2 separate regions of the Mus musculus genome follow, and region 1 is linked to region 2. A link is a contact called in public HiChIP or PLAC-seq data. All regions are on one chromosome and are shown on one strand. The core of a region is the stretch at or near the end of the contact, and the rest is flanking DNA. Distances in the headings are between cores, read along the strand shown. Region 1 overlaps Morrbid (myeloid RNA regulator of BCL2L11 induced cell death). Region 2 overlaps Acoxl (acyl-Coenzyme A oxidase-like).

Evidence for each region. HiChIP or PLAC-seq counts read pairs in DNA pulled down with a chosen protein or histone mark.
Region 1: a BATF HiChIP or PLAC-seq map of CD8 T cells shows a contact between it and region 2, with 6 read pairs. The contact joins two enhancer-like sites. A contact is called at or near these places in 1 of 484 Hi-C or Micro-C datasets (embryonic stem cells), 6 of 115 datasets of contacts at active chromatin or transcription factors (CD8 T cells, double positive thymocytes, embryonic basal ganglia and 3 more) and 1 of 9 other capture datasets (liver).

Annotation. Positions count from the first base shown.
Region 1 is chr2:128,366,406-128,369,948 of GRCm38.p6, forward strand. The region is part of intron 1 of Morrbid (myeloid RNA regulator of BCL2L11 induced cell death); the gene reads right to left. Among named protein-coding and RNA genes, the nearest start is that of Gm14010, 55 kb to the right of the region's middle. Within about 2 kb of position 1,601, at least 28 of the 459 cell types and tissues checked have an H3K27ac peak or open chromatin away from gene starts, as enhancers often do. A contact at or near this core is called in CD8 T cells, memory CD8 T cells, regulatory T cells and 1 more, where this site is marked.
Region 2 is chr2:127,925,795-127,929,187 of GRCm38.p6, forward strand. All of the region lies in intron 9 of Acoxl (acyl-Coenzyme A oxidase-like), which reads left to right. Among named protein-coding and RNA genes, the nearest start is that of Acoxl, 73 kb to the left of the region's middle. Within about 2 kb of position 1,982, at least 49 of the 459 cell types and tissues checked have an H3K27ac peak or open chromatin away from gene starts, as enhancers often do. A contact at or near this core is called in CD8 T cells, memory CD8 T cells, regulatory T cells and 1 more, where this site is marked.

The DNA of each region.
Region 1 (3,543 bases), core at 351-2,850, 440 kb after region 2:
TTGCATAGTTTAATCAGCCCATCCTGCCTCTGTGTTGTTACTGATTCTCAAAGTTTTCCCCACCCTAGCCAAGAGAGAAGAGGCCTGCCTGGGGCACAGGAGTCTCTGTCTGACAGCCCGCTCCACTGCTCAGCCTAGAGCCCTGCAGAACTGAGCTGCCCTTTGCTAACTGACTCAGTCTGACCTCCATGCTCTCAAAGTCCCCTGGGAGACTACGGAAGTGGTTGATTCTGGTGCCAGTGGTCAACACTGGTACCTCTACCAATTTGACTCAGGCAGAGGGCTGCACAAGTCGAGCCTAGGACTGCACAGGTCATTGACCCTTCAGTTATGCCTGGATGTCATTGACCATGCACAGGCCTTTTGGAGGGTTGGTTGCATGGTGACAGCTACTGTGAGCCCAGATACTTTGGAGTTTAAACCGAGGTACACTATCCTGTTACAGGAGGTAAACTGATTCTTGCTAAAACTCAGTTTCCTTAACCTAAATAAAGGTAATTACGCGGCCTTCAGAGACTCTGAAATAGTGCTGGAAGCCACCAGAAAAGAACTAACTGGAGTCTCCATAGTTGGGTTGGTTATTAGAAAGGTGACTGTTTACAAATCCTTCGACTCAGACACCCAAACTGACACATATGCACAGGGCCTCTGGCCTGAAAGAAAATGGTCTTTCAGCCTTGAACTCGGGCTGGCTTTTGAGATTCTGCTAAGTCAAGAATATATCTATAGAGCAAAACAAAACATGCCCATGATTACAGAAGTGTGAACCCCAGAGAGTGTGGTGGGTAGACACCAAGAGGTAAATCAAGTCTGGCATTTGGAGACTATGGTCTTAGTCACTGTGAGCCAAGAGCTCACTTTCCCTCAACTACATAAAGGCAAACTGACCTCAAATGTCCTTTACTCTCAGGAAAGAGATGTGTGCTTCTAGAGAGTTCAACTAGAGCCCTTTGCCAGAAGACCTCAGCAAAGATAACCAAAGAGATCCTGCCAAGTCTGTGAGCCCTTCATCACTCTTGACAGCTTCATCAAAGTACTCGGTGTGCTTTACTTGAAAGGAGCCAGGCTGGTTCCTTCTGCCTTTAAATGCCCCCCTCTGGAGCAGAGGAGAAGACATTGTTCCCATGGAGGTTTCCACTCCCTGGGTTGCTCTCTCTTCCTGGCATCTTTGTGAAAGCATGGGATCAAAGAGCCATGGTTTGGAAGGAGCTGCCCACAGCCCATGGCACCGGTGAAGCCTCCCATCTCGGAAGTGTGCAGAGTCCTTGGCTTAACCACGGAGTCTTGCTGTGGTTGGCATATATGCAGATCGAGCTTCACGCCAACCTGCAAACACTTCAGAGATGCTAATATGAAAGTCAGGGGAAGGAGTCCAAAGGCTGGGAACAAGCGTTTCCCAAAGCAACCCGTTCCGAAAGCCTGCAGAAAACCAGACACTCGCCCATTTCAAGGAAAGCCCTGGCAAGGTGTTAAACTGGACCACGAGCTTTTGGGAAGAACGTGGTGGTCTCTGGGAGGCAACACAAGTTCTCTGAGAGAAAGTCATTCCATGCTAACCTCATTTCCTGTTTTGACGAGCTTCACCAGCACAGGCGATTAGGGGAATGCCCCAGAAAGTGTGTCTTACTTTCAGTAAAGCATTTGAAAACCTCTCCTCCTGGCCTATCTATGTATGGTCCCAGGTGGGCTCAATGACAGTGAGTCTAGGATTCACAATCACCCAGAGAAGACTGATTCATGACCACCTGGTGCACCTGTGACCTGTTGTCCAGGCCACTCAGGAGACCTCAGATTCTTTAGTGTTCCTTCCAGGGTCAAGTGTGGTCTGGAATGACTGCTCTTCTACCCACTGGGGGGCTGAATAGTGAGAGCATTAGCCTGAGGTTGGACCCCAGAATGTCCCCAAGAGTCATGCCCCCCCTCCCTGAGAACAGTGTGGCTCTTGCCCGTGTTTTAACCCATCTATCTTTTTTAAAAATAGCTTGCAAGGAGACACAGAAGTCATATTTATTAAACTTGCAGGTCACACAAGAAAGAAACGTCCCCAGGTTCAAGGGCTAAGGGTGAGAAGATCAAGGTGAGACACGACACAGTCCGGGGAGGCTGGTTACACAACCTACTGCAGGGCTTTTAAAAACCTCTGCACATCTTCTCTCAGTTATGACACTGGGAATATAAGTGTGGCCCAGGATGTGAAAGCCTTAACCTTCACCTTCTAATCCTTAAAACTCCTTTCAGGGAAGTCCGTTTGAGAAGCAAGCAGCGTTCTCAATTCCTCCCTTGCGGGTCCAAGGGCCCCAGTGTGAGAGCAAAATAAACCCAAGATGATACAGTGCTCGAAAAGGGAAAGCTCTGAAATTCAAAATAGTATTATTTTCTGTCTAAGGTGCTTTCCCTCCAACTTGAAAAAAAGATAGAAAGAAAGAAATCTGACAGTCTCAGTGATAAGAAGAAAATGATTCAGCTTTGCCTTCTGTCTCCTCATCTCAAACCCCACATTGGTAGAGCTGGCTCAGCTCTCTCCCTGAGTCTGTTGTTTTAAAATTTAAAAAAGTAAAATTTCTTTGTATAGGTGTGTTTGGCTGCATGTGTATATTATGTACATAAGGTGAGTGCAGTACCTACAGAGACCAGAAGGGGGCGTCGGACCCAATTAACGAAGATGGTTATGAGTCACCATATGGGGGTCTAGGAATGGAACCTAGATGGTCTTTCAACCCCACCTGAGCCTATTTCAAAAGCTATAAGTCCTTGTAGTGGCACTCCCATCTCTCTCCTCTCTATTTTCTTAAATTCTTGGATTACAATAAATACACATGTAGGCTCAGAAGGCTCCTCTCCACTGGCCTTGGACTTTTTGCAAAATATTTTAGGTTATTTTCAATTCTCTAGTGTAGGGAATGTTTCCTTTGCTGCTGCCCAAGACCTGTCTCAAAATATAGATAGGTGCTTGAGGCAGGAGGGCAGTCAAAATATAGATAGGTGCTTGAGGCAGGAGGGCAGTCCTTTGCAAAGTTAACAGGCAGAGAGAGCTAGCTCAAACACCTATGTGACAGCCAGAATTTCCCTTATAGCTAAGAGAACTCACTGCTCCCATGTGCCAGACTAGCTCCTGTACTTCTGATGAAGCTGCCTGTTCATGGTGTGTGTGTGTATACATATATACATACTTTTTCTTCTGCATTGTTTAATACGACAGCTGCAGTTACAGGAGACACTTAGGTTAAAAAAACTAAAAATCAAAAGGAATTAAAACCTCAGATTCTCCATTGCATTAAACGTCCAGTAGCCAGAATGTCCCCAAGAGTCATGCCCCTCCCTGAGAACAGTGTGGCCCTTGCCCGTGTTTTAACCCATCTATCTTTTTAAAAATAGCTTGCAAGGAGACACAAGGAAGGATACGGTAGCAGAGAAGGTGGTCCTGGACCAGTGCTGCTTAGTCTTGGCTACATGTTAAAAATGTGTGTGAAGGGCAGAGAGTTGACTCAGTGGCTAGAACACTTGTTTCTCTGCCAGAGGACCCAGGTTCGATTCCCAGCACAC
Region 2 (3,393 bases), core at 732-3,231:
GCTACCAGGAACACCACCTATGCATTCATTGTGTGACTCTGAGTTGCTGTTTGGTTGCGTCTGAAGGAACATTTCACTGCCACCATATTTTTGCAAGCTTCACCTTCAGTCACATGACCCACAGCTTCAGGATCTGGCTCTTAAGTAACCAGCAGTTGCTTAAATCCTGTCCCTGTAACTACCACAGCCCTAAGGGGTAAAAATCAATTCTGTCTTGGCAGCAAGGGAATCTATTCTCAGAGGCTAAAGAACCTGTCCAAGACCACGTGGGCGCTTAATGAAGGTCATCGTCTTCCGATGATGCTAGGAATCCCTATGTACCTTGGGATAGTAGTGGATATGAGAGCCATTCGAGAAAATGTTCTCAGAAAAATCAGAGCTACTTCATATGAGAAAATGCAGGGATGGAGCTTCAGAGAGAGAGAGAGAGAGAGAGAGAGAGAGAGAGAGAGAGAGAGAAAGAGAGACTACCGTAAGACCCATGAGGAGACATGCAATGGAAATCTAGCTCTCATGCACGATCACAACGGCTATGGCTTTGCCCAGACTCATGATGCTGATGGAATTCAGAGTCTTCTTTCATTGTTTCTTCCATTTCTCCCCCAACTGCTTTATGTCAGGCATTATGAACTTAACTGCGAGTCAAGAGAACCCCTGGCTCCACGCTGTAAACAGTAACTGTACTGTTTTCTCACTTAATGATCCCTGAAGTGGAGCAGTTTCGGCGTGGTTATTTTGTGGCTCAATGACATCCTCAAGGACCAGGGTAGCTTTGATCTTTCTTCTCTGCAGCCCCCGAGCTGTCAGTTTTGTCTTGACTGACTCCTTTGTGGTCACAACATGGCCGCTGGGGTCCTTGCTGTCACATGCATATGTAATGGGATTTAGCAGCTGAGGAGGACCCATGCCTTCCTCTACGTTTCTTTCTTTTTAGTAGATGGAAACCTTTTCCAGAAACCCTTCAGGAGACTTGCTCTCATTTCAGATCATCAGAGAAAGCCATGTGGTCATTTCTAGGGCTGTCACCGGTGAGGACTTGGATGCCTATGGCTGGATTAGTGAAGCACAGCAGATCCACAGAACAGAGCAGAGCAGAGCGGATTAAAAAAACAAAAAAGAGGGCTCTGTTACAAAGGAGGAAGGGAGGAGGGGTGAGGCCGAATAACTGGAAATATTACTACACATTTAAAAAATATTTTTGTTAAAGACAATCTCAAACACGAAAGAAAGTGACAGCCGAGTTCCACTTTCTTCCCCGGTTCCTGCAGTTCTCAGACTCTTACCAGGGTTAAGTCTTCACTAGTCACCCCTTTGTCTGCTGGACTATTTCAAACATCTCAGACACACATGGATATTTAATGATCTAAATGTGCGGAAGCCCTCCCTTATACTTGGGCCTGGATTCAAGGGAAAAGGCTGCTTCGAGAGCTAGAGGTTGGGAAGGACTAACAGGCATTAACTATTTTTTGCTAGAGAAAAGACAAGATTCTAACCAGATGTAGTGACCCACTTCTGGGAAATCATAGGGAAAGACCTCGAATTAGAGGCCAGCCTGGGCTACAGCGCAGGGAAACAAGAATAAAACAAAATGAAACCAGAGACAACATTTCTCAGAGGAAAAAACAATATCCAGAGGAAGGAGTTCTCCCTGCTGTTGTTGTGGCTGCATCTGGAGTCTTTTGTACATGGGGAAGCAGCTGTCCTAGGAAGTTTGAGTTGTGGATTGGGGGTAAGGGGTGGGGGTGGTGCTCCGTTCTGCAGGCAAGTGCGAGTTCAGCCTCAGGTTTACAGTTTCCACTCTCTGGCTGGGGAGGCCGAATGCTTTCTAAGAGTGGGGTTGGGTTTGCTGACACCTGTTTCTGCATGCTAATAGATTTCTGGGGTAAGATAGAGCGGTGATGTCACCTGCAGGTGTGTGAGCCTGTGGCGGTTTCCCGAGGCATTGTAGCCACATCTGTCCTCAGCTGTGTGGGTCTTTGCTCCAGCAGGCTGCAGAATGAGCTGGTTGCCTGCAGAGCAAAAGCCAGAGGCAGCAAGCCGCGGTGGCCTTGCTTCAAACAAGCGGACTTTCCCCAAAGCTTCGGCTGATTTTCACTTAGTTATGGAACAAAACACAAATGTTGTTTCTTTAAAATGCCACAGCGGCAATCAGAGTATATTTCCACGCACCCTTTTCTCAGTTTCCTGAGGCCACCTGCCTTGTTACACGTTTGAAAGCTTCCTCTTCCTCTTCCTGAAACAGGAAGCTTGCCTTCTTATTTTCCTCCAGGTTTAAAGTGTGCCCTTCTTTGAAGAGAGTTCACACACACTCTCTGTGGGGTTGCACCTTTGTTTATAACATAAAAAAAAAATCTCCATTTCTCTACATGTGCTCTGTCTTGTCTCTAAAGGTCACACGGCACAGAGCTCCCTGCTCAGGGTACATCAACCTGGGCTGATTTTATCTGTGTGCGCTTTGTAAGATGTTTGTATTTGCATAGGACGTTTAGATACAGGGACACTTTGTATAACTATATTTGAAAATTGAGAGAGAGAGAGACAGAGAGAGAGAGAGAGAGAGAGAGAGAGATTGCTGTAGCCTGTGCCCAGTCCAGTGGCTAGTGCAGTAATTACACCAGTCCCTTAGTATAGCGTTCTCGAGCATGTACAATGTAGTGAAATGAGTGCTTTTTGTTTGCACGGTGTGCAGTTCAGTGTGGTGTGAGAATCCGCCTGACCCCAATACATTTTGTTTGACATGCACAGCTGGGGCACTGGAGGATAGTCCAGGCCATTAAAAAGAATGCGAAAAGAAAACACACACCATCTATTTGTCAGGACACAATGAAAGGGAGACTTACTGGGCCTGGATCACACCAGGAGGAAGGAGAAGAGGAAAACCCACCTGGCCCCCAGGGAGCCGGCAGGGGCACAGCTACTGTTGCCTGCTAGAGCTCCCCTGGTCATGCAAACCGATGCCCTTCCCAGCTCCCGGGATCTTCTTGTAGGGTGCTGTGCAATCAGAATGCTGGGGTGGAAGGGAGGAGGTCTTATTTGGACTTGGCATTCCAGGGGAGCCCAAGGTTAAGGGGTTCATCAGGCTTATGTGACATCTAGGAATGGCTTCTAAGGTGTCTGACCGGTGAAGACCTGCTACGCCTCCCGAGGTACCCCAGGCTTTCACCAACAGGCAGGAGAGAAGGCAGTGATGGATCCTTAGGAAGTTGGTTCCTCCCTCTCCCCAGCCACACAGATGCTACCCCATACTCAGCTGCAGTCCCCTCCCACTGGCCCCTCCCATCATCTTTCTTTTATTCCCCATTTGTTTCCTTGCAGGGATCTAGGAGGAAGTGGAAACAACAGGCCAAGCTAATGCTATAAATAAATGGTCGGCTAACCTTGGTTAGGAAATAG